Linked DNA regions of Hordeum vulgare: region 1 is linked to region 2. A link is a contact called in public Hi-C data. All regions are on one chromosome and are shown on one strand. The core of a region is the stretch at or near the end of the contact, and the rest is flanking DNA. Distances in the headings are between cores, read along the strand shown. Region 1 holds the start of LOC123397742 (zinc finger AN1 domain-containing stress-associated protein 17). Region 2 overlaps LOC123395821 (a long non-coding RNA gene).

What was found. Hi-C and Micro-C count contacts between places; a contact is called where the count stands out from the background.
Region 1: a Hi-C map of leaf shows a contact between it and region 2, with 4 times the contacts expected there. The contact joins the promoter of LOC123397742 here to the enhancer-like site in region 2. A contact is called at or near these places in 2 of 6 Hi-C or Micro-C datasets (leaf and seedling).

Annotation. Positions count from the first base shown.
Region 1 is chr5H:417,793,621-417,799,947 of MorexV3_pseudomolecules_assembly, reverse strand. It overlaps LOC123397742 (zinc finger AN1 domain-containing stress-associated protein 17), which reads left to right and starts at 3,815. Exons shown (of 1, transcript XM_045092277.1): 1 at 3,815-4,734. The coding sequence starts at 4,045. The coding sequence ends at 4,593.
Region 2 is chr5H:417,421,263-417,428,101 of MorexV3_pseudomolecules_assembly, reverse strand. LOC123395821 (a long non-coding RNA gene) reads right to left here. Exons shown (of 4, transcript XR_006609835.1): 2 at 6,558-6,692; 3 at 5,515-6,045; 4 at 3,914-4,927. Among protein-coding and RNA genes, the nearest start is that of LOC123395821, 5.0 kb to the right of the region's middle. Within about 2 kb of position 3,366, at least 3 of the 3 cell types and tissues checked have open chromatin away from gene starts, as enhancers often do. A contact at or near this core is called in leaf and seedling, where this site is marked.

The DNA of each region.
Region 1 (6,327 bases), core at 2,566-5,065, 370 kb before region 2:
CAAGGTGACACATGAAATCATGACATATAGAATAGCTCTCATATCAATGACAAGGTGGACCCACATAGAGAAGGTTCCAAAAAGGGAAAGATACACTCTTGGGGCATTACAGGAAGTCTCCCCCGAAGACATACGTGAGTGATTGGGCGAGGTCTAAGTGACTAGGAAAGCAAAAGAATGCCCCTCGCAAGCTCTGGACGCGGCTCCGGCAAGAGATCCGGCGACGGAAGCGACCCAGAGCGCGAGCGGCGCGTCTGGTCGGACGGCGCGAGGAAGCACGGGGACCGGAGGTGGACCAACCGCGGCATGTCGCCGCCGGCGATCTTCCGCATCCGGGAGACGGAGGAGTACGACCGTCGGCAGGTCGCTGCGGGCTCCTCCTCTTCCGCGCGCCTTCTCCGTGTGAAGAGCCAGTGGTCGGAGGAACCGGATGATGTCGTCGCCGTCAAGGAGGAGCCCGAGGAGCTCGGCCACCGCGGAGTCGTCGGGCCGGAGGACTTCGTCGCCGACGTGGAAGCGGTTGCGGCAGGCATTGTCTAGCGCAGCTTGCACGAGGAGGCGGAGCGCCGACGCCATGACGAGGAGATCAAAGACCTCCAGTGGCGACAGGCGGTCGAGCCAACATCGCCGTCAAGGCGAAGGACGACAAGTGGCGGTGCATCCGCGAGGAGCAGAAGGCGATGTACATCAATCTCGGCAGCTCCACCAAGGAGGAGTGAGCTCGCACTAATGTAGTATGTAGTATGAACTTCCCGCGAAACTATATTTTCAAATTATGCAGTTTTATTTACGGTTTCTGTCCGGCCGCGCTCATTTTCGACCCGTAAACGAGATCTAAGTGAAACTACAAATGCGTTTTGCGGGTCCATATTTTGCGGGGTCTGCTAGAGTTGCTCTAAGGGCCTATAGGGTTTTAGGAAGGAGGTCCGGACAAAATCCCTAATTAAAATATAAACCTTTTAAAAATTGTACCTATCTTTATGGTTGCAATAAATGACACATTACATGCGTGTCATTTGTTGCAACCTGAGAGTTTTTTTATTTTGCTGAATAAATATTTTTAAAATGTTTTATCTTCTAAACCGTGCGTTCAAATGTTAAACCGTTTTCATCCTCGGGTTTTTCACAAAAAAACGTTGCTCTCACAATAGAGAAAAAAAAGTAAACACGTTTTTTCGCGTTTTCCCCTTTTCGAGAGGAATGACCGTGCCTCTCACGAAGGTAAAATTGTATCTCTCGCGAAAACAAACCCGTGCCTCTTGCAAAAAAATGTTTTTTCCCTTTCCAAAAGGCACATTGTGTCTCTAGTCAAAAAAAATAGAAACACGTTTTTTTTCCTTTCCGAGAGGCACGATCGTGCCTCCCGCGAAGACAAAATTGTACCTCTCACGGAAGCAAAAACCGTGTGTCCCGCAAAAAAACAGGAAACTCGTTTTTTTTCGAGAGCCACGACTTTCCTCTGACGAAAGCAAAAGAATGCCCCTCGCAAAGAAGGAAACGTGCTTTTCATTTATTTATTTATCTATTTATTTCACAAATAGCTAAGAAAGACCCATGAAAATGAAATCCGAAACACCATTTTTTTTAAAAAAACAACCTAAAAAAGCAAAAACACGTAAAACATAGAATCTATAAAAAGCGTTTAAAACACAATACGTGACGGCGGCTGAAAATGCGCCAAATGATGACGGCTGCTCGGTGGAAGGTTCGATAGAGCGCTTTTGCTCTGAGATCCCGGGCAAGATAGAGGGGACCTCCTATTGGACGCGTACCTTCGCACAGGTAAGCCACTGGGCCGCCGCCGCTAGCAAGGCGACTCGGATGGCCCACGTAAGCAGCTCAATATTTTTTGCTTTCTATTTATTTATTTTCCTTTTTTCTCTTATTCTTTATTTTCTTTTGTGTTTCTCTTTCTCTTTTTCCTAAAAGGGTTTATGTTTTGAATTTTTTTGAGTTTCTGAAACTTAATCAACTGTTATATTTACACACAAATATTATAAATGGATTTTTTTTTGAATTTCTGAAATTTTCCAAGAACACAACAAATTTGAAAGCAGGAGCTTTTTAAAGCATAGAACATTTTTTCGAAAATAAATTTTTATATATTTGTAAATAATTTTTGAAGTGGGAACATTTTTTCAACTTATGTATGCTTTTTGAAACATGAACATTTTTCGAACTTACATACATTTTTTGAAAAGGTAAACATATTTTAGAAAATAAAGAACACTTTAAACACTTCCTGAACATTTTTAAATCATGAACATATTTAGAATTGGTGAATTTTTTTAACAACTTTTCAATTGGTAAACAAGAACATTTTTTATAAAAGTGTGAAAACAAGAACATTTTTTATATAATTTTTTTAAGCGGGAACATGTTTTCAACTTATGTACACTTTTTGAAACACGGACATTTTTTGAATTGACATACACTTTTTGAAAAGGAAACCATTTATTTGAAAAAGAAGAACAATTTTTAAAGTTCCCAAACATTTTCAAATCAGGAACATTTTTAGAATTGGTGAAAATAATTGGAACAAGTTCTCAATTTGTGAACAAATTTGAAAAAGAGACATTTTTTATAAAAATGTGAAACAAGAACATTTTTTGAAAATGGTGAAAATTTTATGAAAAGAGTAACATTTTTTGAAATTTGTAAACAATTTTTGAAGCAGTATGTACACTTTTTGAAACATCAACATTTTTTGAACTTCGTTACATGTTTTGAAAAGGTAAATTTATTTGAGAAAATAAATAACATTTTTAAAATTCCTGAACATTTGTAGAATTGGAGAACAAAATGTGAACAAGCTTTCAATTGGTGAACAAAATTCTAAAAAAGCGAAATATTTTACGTAAAACAGGAATATTTTTTTATAAAAGTGTGAAAACAAGAACATTTCTTAAAATATCGACTAATTTATAAAAAAGGAACATATTTTGAAATTTATAAACAATTTTTGAAGCAGGATCATTTTTTCAACTTATGTACACTTTTTGAAACACGAGCATTTTTTAACTTATGACGAGAACAATTTTCGAAAGACGAACATTTTTTAAAAATAAATACATTTTGAAAAAAGGAAAACTTTTTACGAATTAAACAATGAAAAAAGGAAAAGCAACAATAACACTTTTATAAGAAAGGAACATTTTTGTAAAATCACGAATATTTTTTGAAACTGCCGAACATGTTTGTAAAATGTCGAACATTTTCTGAAATTTTGAATGTTTTTGTAAAATGGCATTTATTTGAAATTTAGAACATTTTTACACAAGCAACAATATTTTCTGAATTTTAAAAATAATTTTCAAACATTAACTTAGTTTAAAAAATAAACATAGAAAAAATAGAAAAAAATGAAACAGAAACAGAAAGACGAAAAAAAAGGAAAAAAGAAACAGAAAAAGGACAAAAAAAGGAAAAAAGGGAAACTGCCTGCAGAGGGAGATGGGCTGGCCCAGTTGATTTCGCCCCTGTGTGTTTGCCCAACTATTTGACGCAGAGAGTGTCAAATAGGGTTTTCCAAGATTGAGAGCTTGGCTCGGATTGATGAATCTTTGTTGCATCGCCAGGGCGGCCCAGTAGACCCGGTCCACTCCGAGTCGACCCAAACTACCAAACGAACACCCACGTCACGGCCGACGCGGCGACGCGGACGCTTGGCGCCCAGAGCAAAACAGCTCGGAACCGAAACCGCCTCGCCTAAGCAAAGGCGCCTCCAGACTTCCAGAGCAGACCGGATCAATCCAGAGGACCAAACAAAGCGTGGGCCCGCCATCACCATCACGTTCTTCTTCTTGCACAATAAGAAAGGAGAAGCAAACCGCGTCCGCAACGTCGACGGCGACGGCGAAACCCACCCGAAGCTATAAAAGTATCGACCGCCCCGTCTCACCGTGATCACACATATTCACATCGCACGGCAAGCCCTCGCATCCGAACGCAAGAAAGAGGAGCGAGCACACGCGGCGTGGGGAGGAAAAGCAAGAGCGAAGCGAGGGATCGAGAGGAGGAGCGCGGCGGCGGCGGGACTCGGCGATGGCGCGGCGGGGCACGGAGGCGTTCCCGGACCTGGGCGCGCACTGCGACAGGGAGGACTGCAACCAGCTCGACTTCCTGCCCTTCGACTGCGATGGCTGCGGCAAGGTGTTCTGCACGGAGCACCGCGCGTACGTTGACCACGGCTGCGCGCGGGCCGCCGACCGGGGCCGCACCGTCGTCGTCTGCGAGGCCTGCGGCGACTCCGTCGAGCGCGCCGGGGCGGACAAGACGGACGCGGAGATCCTCGAGGCGCACGCGCGGTCGCGCCGGGGCTGCGACCCGGCCAGGAAGCGCAAGCCGCGCTGCCCCGCGCGGCGGTGCAAGGAGACGCTCACCTTCTCCAACACCAGCCACTGCAAGGGGTGCGGGCAGAAGCTGTGCCTCAAGCACCGGTTCCCCGCGGACCACGAGTGCTCGCGCTCGACGCCGGCGGGGGCCGCCGCCGCCGCGAGGAGGGCCGGCGACTGCGGCCGCGACGCGCAGAAGACCAAGGACGGCGGTGGGTGGGCGATGCCGCCGTTTATTCGGAATTTCAAGATGTTCTGATTTTACCCTGAAGCTGAAAATTGTGGCTGGGATTTAAACAATTCATGGAATGCTTGTTTTCTCCGTTGTGGCTGGGATTTAAGTTGAAATTGTGCACATTTGTTGTTAAATGAAGAATCAAGTTCAAATTATTTTATGCTACGATTGGCTCGAAATGTCGAATCGAACACATCTACAACGTGTCAAATCCTCAATGCTAAATGGTGTTACGGGCTTTGCCTTTGGTCGTTGGTCAAATTAGGGTCATCCTCAATGCTCCGCTGTTTTGGACGATACAAAAGGAAACAAATCAAAATACCTAAATACCTAAGGCTGCTCATAGCGGGAAGTAACATATACTAGTATCATGCATATGTTACTATTGTATGATAGTATCTTTATAGTGCATAGTATCATAAATGTTTTTATTTATTAACATGCATGACACATAGTAGCATAATATTTAACATGATACAGTATCTACCTATGTTACTAGTCCCAAGACTATGTTACTAGCTATGATATCCCACTATGGCCAGCCTAAACACCGAGTACTTCGTGCGCGCGCAATTTCATGCGATCGAGATGCCGTCTCGGAACCGCATAATTTCTATCGTACGTGCGTGCACACTTCAAGTGCCACCTGGTCGGCAGCCTATCACCCGTCATCCCACGTCACCCAGCCGGCCGAGCCCACCATCCACCCCGTTCTGTGTCATACGTTCCCAAATTCTTCTGTATCGAGTAACCGTCACCATTGTTATTGTGGGAAAACCCTATTTGACACATTTAGCCGCAACGCGCAGAAGACCAAGGATGGCGGTGGGTGGGCGGTGCCGTCGTTGATTCAGAATTTCAAGATGTTCTGATTACCTCGAAGCTGAAATTGTGCTCGGGAATTTTATAAGCAATTTATGAAACATTTGTTTTGTCCTGTGTTAAAATTTTAATTCTGCACATTTGTTGTTAAATGAAGGATGAGTTTTTTTTTTATGTTGCGGTTGGTTCAAAATATCGAATCGAACTCATCTACAACGTGTCAAACCTTCAATGCTAAAGGGTTAACTTTCTTTTACACCTTTTGGGCTTCAAATCTATGACGGATAACACTTTGATACCGATAAGCACTCTAATACGACCTCTATACATGAAAGTGCATAATCCTCTTTTCTTAAAGAACTACAACCTATTAGTTACTTTTCTTGTTCATGCAACAATGTCATATCATCAAGTCATGCATGAAGTCATAATTTACTTTTTTTCATTAATCTCTTCATGTAAAATATACCACATCATATATTATTTTTTCACAGGAAATTAAGTCATGCAAGAAAGTTTTATATTTGTTTTTTACATTAATTTTAGTCTTCTATCATGTATTAATATATATTTTTAATAAGGTTCCCGCCGCAACGCGCGTTGCATCGCCCAGTATCTATGGTCTATCGCTTCGGTGTCACGTACCCACCCGAGCGTGGGTTAGACTTTTTTTTGGCTCAAGCATTTGTGTCGTTTCTGTAAAACAATCACAAGCCCCACCGAGCTCCGTTTCTGTTCTAAATCTCCAATCCCCACCAGAGCACGTGTTCTTTCCCTCCCCCTCCCAATCCCCTTCTTCGAATGCCCAAATCCATGAATGGCGAGAGTGTCGCAGATAGCCTCGAAATCTTTGCTGCCAGCGGTAGCACTATCGTTGCCCTTCTTACTAAGCTGGTGCGAGCCGGTGGACGAAGTCGTGCGAACCTGCACTGATGG
Region 2 (6,839 bases), core at 2,117-4,616:
GACTTCTTCCTGAGGACTTTGGCTGACAATGCTTTATCACCACATGAGCTGAAGATTTATGCTCCATGGCTGATGAATTTCATCAGGATGAGGTCAGGCATCAATTACCTTGTAGATCATCAAAACCATCTTGGCTATCTGCCTCCTCTCAGAGTCATCAAGAAGACTTTTGAAGAAATAGAGGGCAAAGGCAAAGGAGTAATTGATGAAGGAACTCGCCCACTTGACGGCCAATTTCGCGAGCCTCTGGCTTATTCCTCATATGATGACACTTCAACTCAATCTGATGAAAATGTCAAGCCACCAAGCCCCACAAATCCTCGTGTGAGATCGGGAGGAGGATTTGAATGGGCGAGGCCTATGTGGCTGTTGTCCGGTCAAACCGTCGGCACATCGATACAGGACCTCGCGCGATTAAAAAATACGTCTACACCGCGCGGTTTGGATATATGCGGACGGTTTAAGTGGTTTAAGGGCCTCCTTGGCTCGTCGTTTTGGGACCAAAAACACCTCTATAATATACCCCTGTGAGAAAAAATACAGATGGGCCTCGTAGAGGTGATTGTTATGTCGGGTTTTTTTAAACACAGTACAGACGCAAGCGCTCATATGCACGCGCATACACTCACCCCTATGAACGCACAGACGCACACCCTACCCCTATGAGCACCTCCGAGAGACTAAACCGGCATGTCATCTTGAAATTTACGAAGTCACCGTAGGAGTCTCGTCGTCGACGAGAACGTCTCCTCCCACTGAAAACGTATCGCCAGAAATCCTGAAATAAATCCAGGAATAATGCAAGCACCAAGACTTGAACCCTCGTGGGCTGGGGATACCACGGTCCCTCTAACGATCAACCACGGGTTGGTTTGCATTGTTATGTTGTTTTTGGGCTGTAATTTTTACACTGATTTTCTCGTTTACACCCGAAAGATGTCGGTATACGATACATACCACCTCCCCATCGTTTTCCCCCACCATCTCGCTCGAAACCCTATCCACCTCTTGTCTCGTTGCGCCGTCAGGGGCACCGATGTCGGTATCCGTGAGGGGGTGAAGCAAAGGCGAGGCGGCGAGGCGCGACGACAGCGAGGCGGCGAGGCATGACGACAGCGAGGCAGCGAGGCACGATGACAATGAGGCAGCGAGGCGTGACGATAGCGTGGCGGTGAGGCGAGACGACAGTGAGGCGGCGAGGCGCGACGATGAGGCGGCGAGACAACGATCCCTCCTCCTCCTCCACGACCTCGTCTATTCCATCGAAGGTATCTTCCTTCCTTTTCTGCCCTCCATCGACGATGATGCTTTTAGTAGGTTGGTAGATTAGTTCTTGGCCAATGTTCTTGCTGGTGCGTGTATCGAGAGTGGATCTGGTTGGATGGAATGCATCTGGTTCTGCTGCCTGTGATTTTTCCATGTCAATCTGAATGAAACTGTTTTTTTTTGCTCAGACATTAATTCATCAATGCTTGGTGAATTCACGATTCCTCTTGTCGATCTGGTTTGGGTGCAATGCAATCTAGTTCCTTTTGCTACTTGTTGTTGCCTATGATTTGTGAACGTTAATCTGAATGAAATCGCAAGTGCTAATTTTGTCCTAATCTGACGAATGAATGTGCTCCAAGGATGAATGTTTGACATGTTCAGCAGCTTGATTCTTTCGCACGACACTGCGAAATCCCCTTTGTGTATGGATTCAGTCCAAGTTCCACCAAAGAATTAGTAGTACAAATTTATTTACTTGCGCATGTGATTGATTTGGTGCAAATCACTCTTATTGACCGACTCTATGTTGCTGATTGGTGTGTCTAACGTATTGTCTGCTGAAATGCTAATTTGATTAAATTGTTGCACTAGTTGCTGCTTTAGCAAACATAAGATGTTCAACTTCTGTTCGTCTATTACTGGTTATATATAGCTATCTAGTTATCTAACTTATGTGCATTTTTGCATTTTGATACATCTACCGAATATAAGATATATAACTGCGGCACCTATTGTTGCTACTATTTATTTTGTAATCTCTTCTCGCTAGATGATGGATACGAGTAACCATGACGATGGATATGAGTCATGTACCGATTCTGAAGAATAGGAGGAGGAGGAGATAATGTTTCTTGTCTTCCCAACATTATATTGTATATCTTCTAGGAGAGAAAAAAATCCAATGAACACATCCATTCTTACGGGAGCTAAGTATATCCAAGAAATATTTTACTCTCCCCTTCAGGCCTCCACTGTTAAATGTCTTTGCCTGATAAGTCTCAACTTTGAAATAACTATCCATCGAGGGGTTAATAGGTTAATGCAATATTCCATTCTACACCGATTTTAATGTGCTCTCGAAGAGTAAAGTGCTTGCAGTAGTATCTCATTTATTAGGGATATGTGTGGTCATTCCTCATCAACTTATTAGATATGGTGTTTTCTTGGTTTGTGTGAATGATGGGTTGAGGAGACTTCCAGCTAAACAAGGACGTACATAATTTAACATGAAAGTGCTTATTTATATGTAGGTATCTTTTATAAAAAAAACTCACCTAAATGATGAGAAAATAGATACAACTTAGTCGGTTTTATTCAAAAGGTTAGCCAAACTAGTTATAACCTAAAGAAGCATATGATTTGTTTTATAAAAAAAAGAAGTGTATAATTGCACAAAGTGTTCTTACATAGCTAATGTTTTTCTTTTTTTCTTTACAGGTTGTCCTTTCATATGATTCTATGATTACCCGAGTACATGAAGTAATCAGTAATCTCCCTGAAATGCTTTATGTCTAAATACACAATGATTGAACAATTGCCGAGTTCTATCTTTGGTTATGTAGCAGTGAACAAGACGAGACAAGTATGCCTTAATAAATTTATAATTTAAACTGCTAATTTTGAGCACTATGAGTTATCGAAACTATGTCCGAATGGATGATTGCAAAAATATTAATTTTTTATGTTGTGACACTGTTATAAAAAGAAAAAAATTAGCTCATTTTATACTTGTGCAATATGTGTGGAAGTGCAGTCTGTGCTATTGAAAAGTCTATATGTGTGTATTTGAAAATTTGTGTTGTTAAAAGTGCACTCTATGTTGCTGTTGTTAAAAGTTTGTGTTTTTGAAAATCGGGGGTGGGAAAAAAACAACATTCCAAGCTGAAGATTATGTGACATGTATTTGATTAAAGGCTGGTATAATACAAGTGTAAATATTACAGAGATGGCAGAAATACAACATTCCAGAAGCAGCCTAAGGGTCGTTTCGGACATGCCCTAAATACCCAACCCCGATTAAAATAGCAAGCTGGCTACCTATCACCTCGTAGACCTACTGTAGTACCCCATCCAGCGCCGCCCTGTTTCAGATCTAAAATCCCACCGCCGCCGCCACCGCCGCTGTCCGATGGGTATTTTCAGGTGTGTGCACTGCGGCGAAGTCCTGGATGACCTACGCGTCTAAACAAGCACGTCCTCACATGCGAGACAAAAATTAAGCAAGAGCAAGCAGCCCGGGAGCGAGCCAAGAAAGAAAAGTATGACCGGGACGCAGAGCTTGCTTCGAGCAGGGGAAAGGGGCGGAGGGCCGCCAACCAGCAGGCGCCTCGCCGTTAATAACCAGAACGAAGGTATCAGATCCCCTCCCCTCTCTTTTTCCCCCTTATCTGCATCAGATCTTGGTAGTCCTCGTTTTTTCTCGTATCGGCAAGTCTTCCTGATTTACTCGTCGGCAGTATTTCCGAGTAATTAGGAAAGTGGCACATGTACGGCCTGCGTTAAGATCTGATTCCATGACACCCCACATCAGTACACACACCCACTGAAACAGAGTGGAGTGTCCACCAGATCCAAGCGTTCATGGCGTCCCACATCCTAGTACCCAGTGAAACAGAGCACCCACCAGATCAAGCGTACACCAAGATTTCAGCATCAAAACAGTAGTCAGAATATGTATTTCAGTCAAAACAGAAAACATGATCCCGGCAGACAAATTAGAACAGCAATTACTTCACTAGAGCTCTCAAACTGTATTGACCACGGCTCCCTAGAGTGCCTTGTAGGAGTATAACAACACTGAAGACCATGTTTTTGCAGTACTTCCAGACAGCTTCCCCAATTCACCTGGTCAACTTGCAGTACTTCCAGACAGCTTCCCAAATTCACCTGGTCAAAATACATGACTTCACACAGCACCACGCATTCACCTCGTTAAATTAACAGATATGTCATGTAACCAGAGCCCACCAAACTACTTATGGAACCAGCAGCCAATGAATTTGGAATGCAAAAAACATAGTTAAAAGTGTTATTGAATGATTGGAAAAAGTAAGCCAGGGGAAAACTGCAAAAGTATAACTGAAAACAGATTCCTTGCCTCCTCGCTAGTGATCATCCATCTTCCTGTCTTGATGCCTGCATACTTTGACAAATACAATCCTATATTTTGTAACATGTTTACTATTTCTAACCTTTCAAGTACGATTGTTGCGAGTTTGCTTGAGTGATCTTTGTGCCATGAGCCCTGGAGCTGCTATTAAACATTAGCACTCAATGGCCCTAGAGTGCTTGGTGCGCTATTAAACTGGTTTTGTCTAGGAGCTGGCTGGCTTGGTGGCACCTGGATAGTACGAAAAGTCAGCGATGACGTGCCCTACATATATGTTGAGTTTGCCTTCACAGATGTCATCACGACCGGTGGAACTCTATGCTGGTACTCTTACGGTGCCAAGGTTCACCTTTCTTATTGTGAAATCTAAGCCATGGACTTGCACTATGCTTGCAACTGAACCAACCGGTTGATAGATTTACTGTACACAACTCCCTGAGGTGAGATGTTTGCACTTGGCACAACTCCCTGAGGTGAGATGTTTGCACTTGGAAGTTCTGCTGGCCTTTCAGCTTTAGCTGGTTGAGTGGGGTGTTTGCCCTTGGAGGTCTGCGGCCAAATAATATTACCAGATTGAGGAAATTGCGGGTCCAGTGATGCTCCAGGAGGGGGCCATGATCATTTTATAGCAGGATTCTGTTAACAATGACCTAATGATACTACAAGAGGGGGCCGTGATCCATTTATAACTGAATTCTGTTAACAAGGCCTAATGCCTAACTGTTGATACATAAAAATATAGTATACTCATGCATACTTATTAATTAAATATAAAAAATCTTTATTCGAAATACTTGTGTATGATCAATGCTGCTATTCTAACATATAAATGTTTACTTTTTCAACAGGTTAAAATCTAGGCGGACCATGTCAGCATCCATCATAAAGCCGAAGGCTAGTGCATAGGAGATGACTGAATCAATCCAACTAGATTTTCATAATTGCAAAATGTTTTCTTAAGTAGCGAGTAGGAGAACAATCTGTAATGCATATGATGCAAGCACGTTGGTTATTAACCGAACTGGGTATGGGACAGGTTTGTGGCTGTTTCAAATGAGCTATGGATAAACTTTGGTGTGGATAATCTGGCTTGTTTCTGTTATGCGATTGTGAAGTGTGGAATCCTATGATCATACCTCCTTTGGTTGCACATATTACGCAGATGACTGGAAGGGAAAATGGCATCACACCTCATGCTATAGAGAAAAACATTGTGTTAGGATCACTACATGCACATATTATACAGATGCAGGAAGGGAGAACACCATCACACCTCATGCATGCAGAAGAACCTTGTGTTAGGATCACCACATAGATATTGTTTTAGATAAAAAGAGAGAAACATAGGTCAATGGTTCTGCATACAGTACGAGTTTTAGTACTTCTATTAATTGGTTTTGTTATCAATTGGGGAGTAGAACTGCAATCAAGGCCTCATTCGCATTAACCACAGAAGAATGTGGCAAAAAATGGAAAATATAAATGTAATAAAGAACCAAGACAGAGGTAAAACATATAAAATACAAACTACAAATATATTGAGCATAGTACGATGGCGACACTTCCATTTTGTGAGAAGAGAAAACACAATACCATATTGAAGGAGAGAATCTAGAAACGAATATCATCAACCCAGAGAAAACACATGAAGGAAGATAACGGAAAACCTACATATTTTATTAATAGAGAATAAATACGTACCCAAAATCTTAAATTATTAAGAGATAAGAAGTACAAAAGTTTATTTTGAAATGACACACAATAATAAGCATGTAACACTAACACGACTTAAGTATCAATTATACTAACTTCAATTGCATTTCACAAGTATGTAGAAGATAGAAACATGAAACGTATCCGGCAAATTTTTTGTAACCAACACTGTATTTTTAAATATAATTTTAAAATAGCAACACAGTTATGTGGATAATTCTAGCTATGTTTCTACTAGTTACAAGAATAAGAAATAATCAAGGTCAAGCCATCAACTTATACTAATTTCTTAGTGACAAATATTAGAATTGTATAACATGATCTCCAAAAGCTTATTTCGCAAAGTTGTAGAATCATATGCATATAACAAAAATAAGGCTTAAATAAGAATGAGAAACATTAGAAATTTCAATAATAATGATGATAATACAATGAACACCCAATTACATGGTTAATTATGCTTTACCTTACACACAACATTTCAAGTTATCTTGTAAAATAATGCAATTCTCCACGCGTAACTTCACTTATCCACAAAACCATTCATCATCCAAGATTTGTCTAGACTCCAAGCTCGAAGCAAAATATCGTTTTCATCCCCCTAAAGGTGGCAACAATAGCAACACAGTTACATTGTTAATGCTACTAGCCTTATGTTTCAAAATATAAAGCATAAATAAATAAAAAATCAAATGTCAAGCTTTGCAAATTTGAGCAAGCTTGCAGAGAAAAATATCTACACATACAA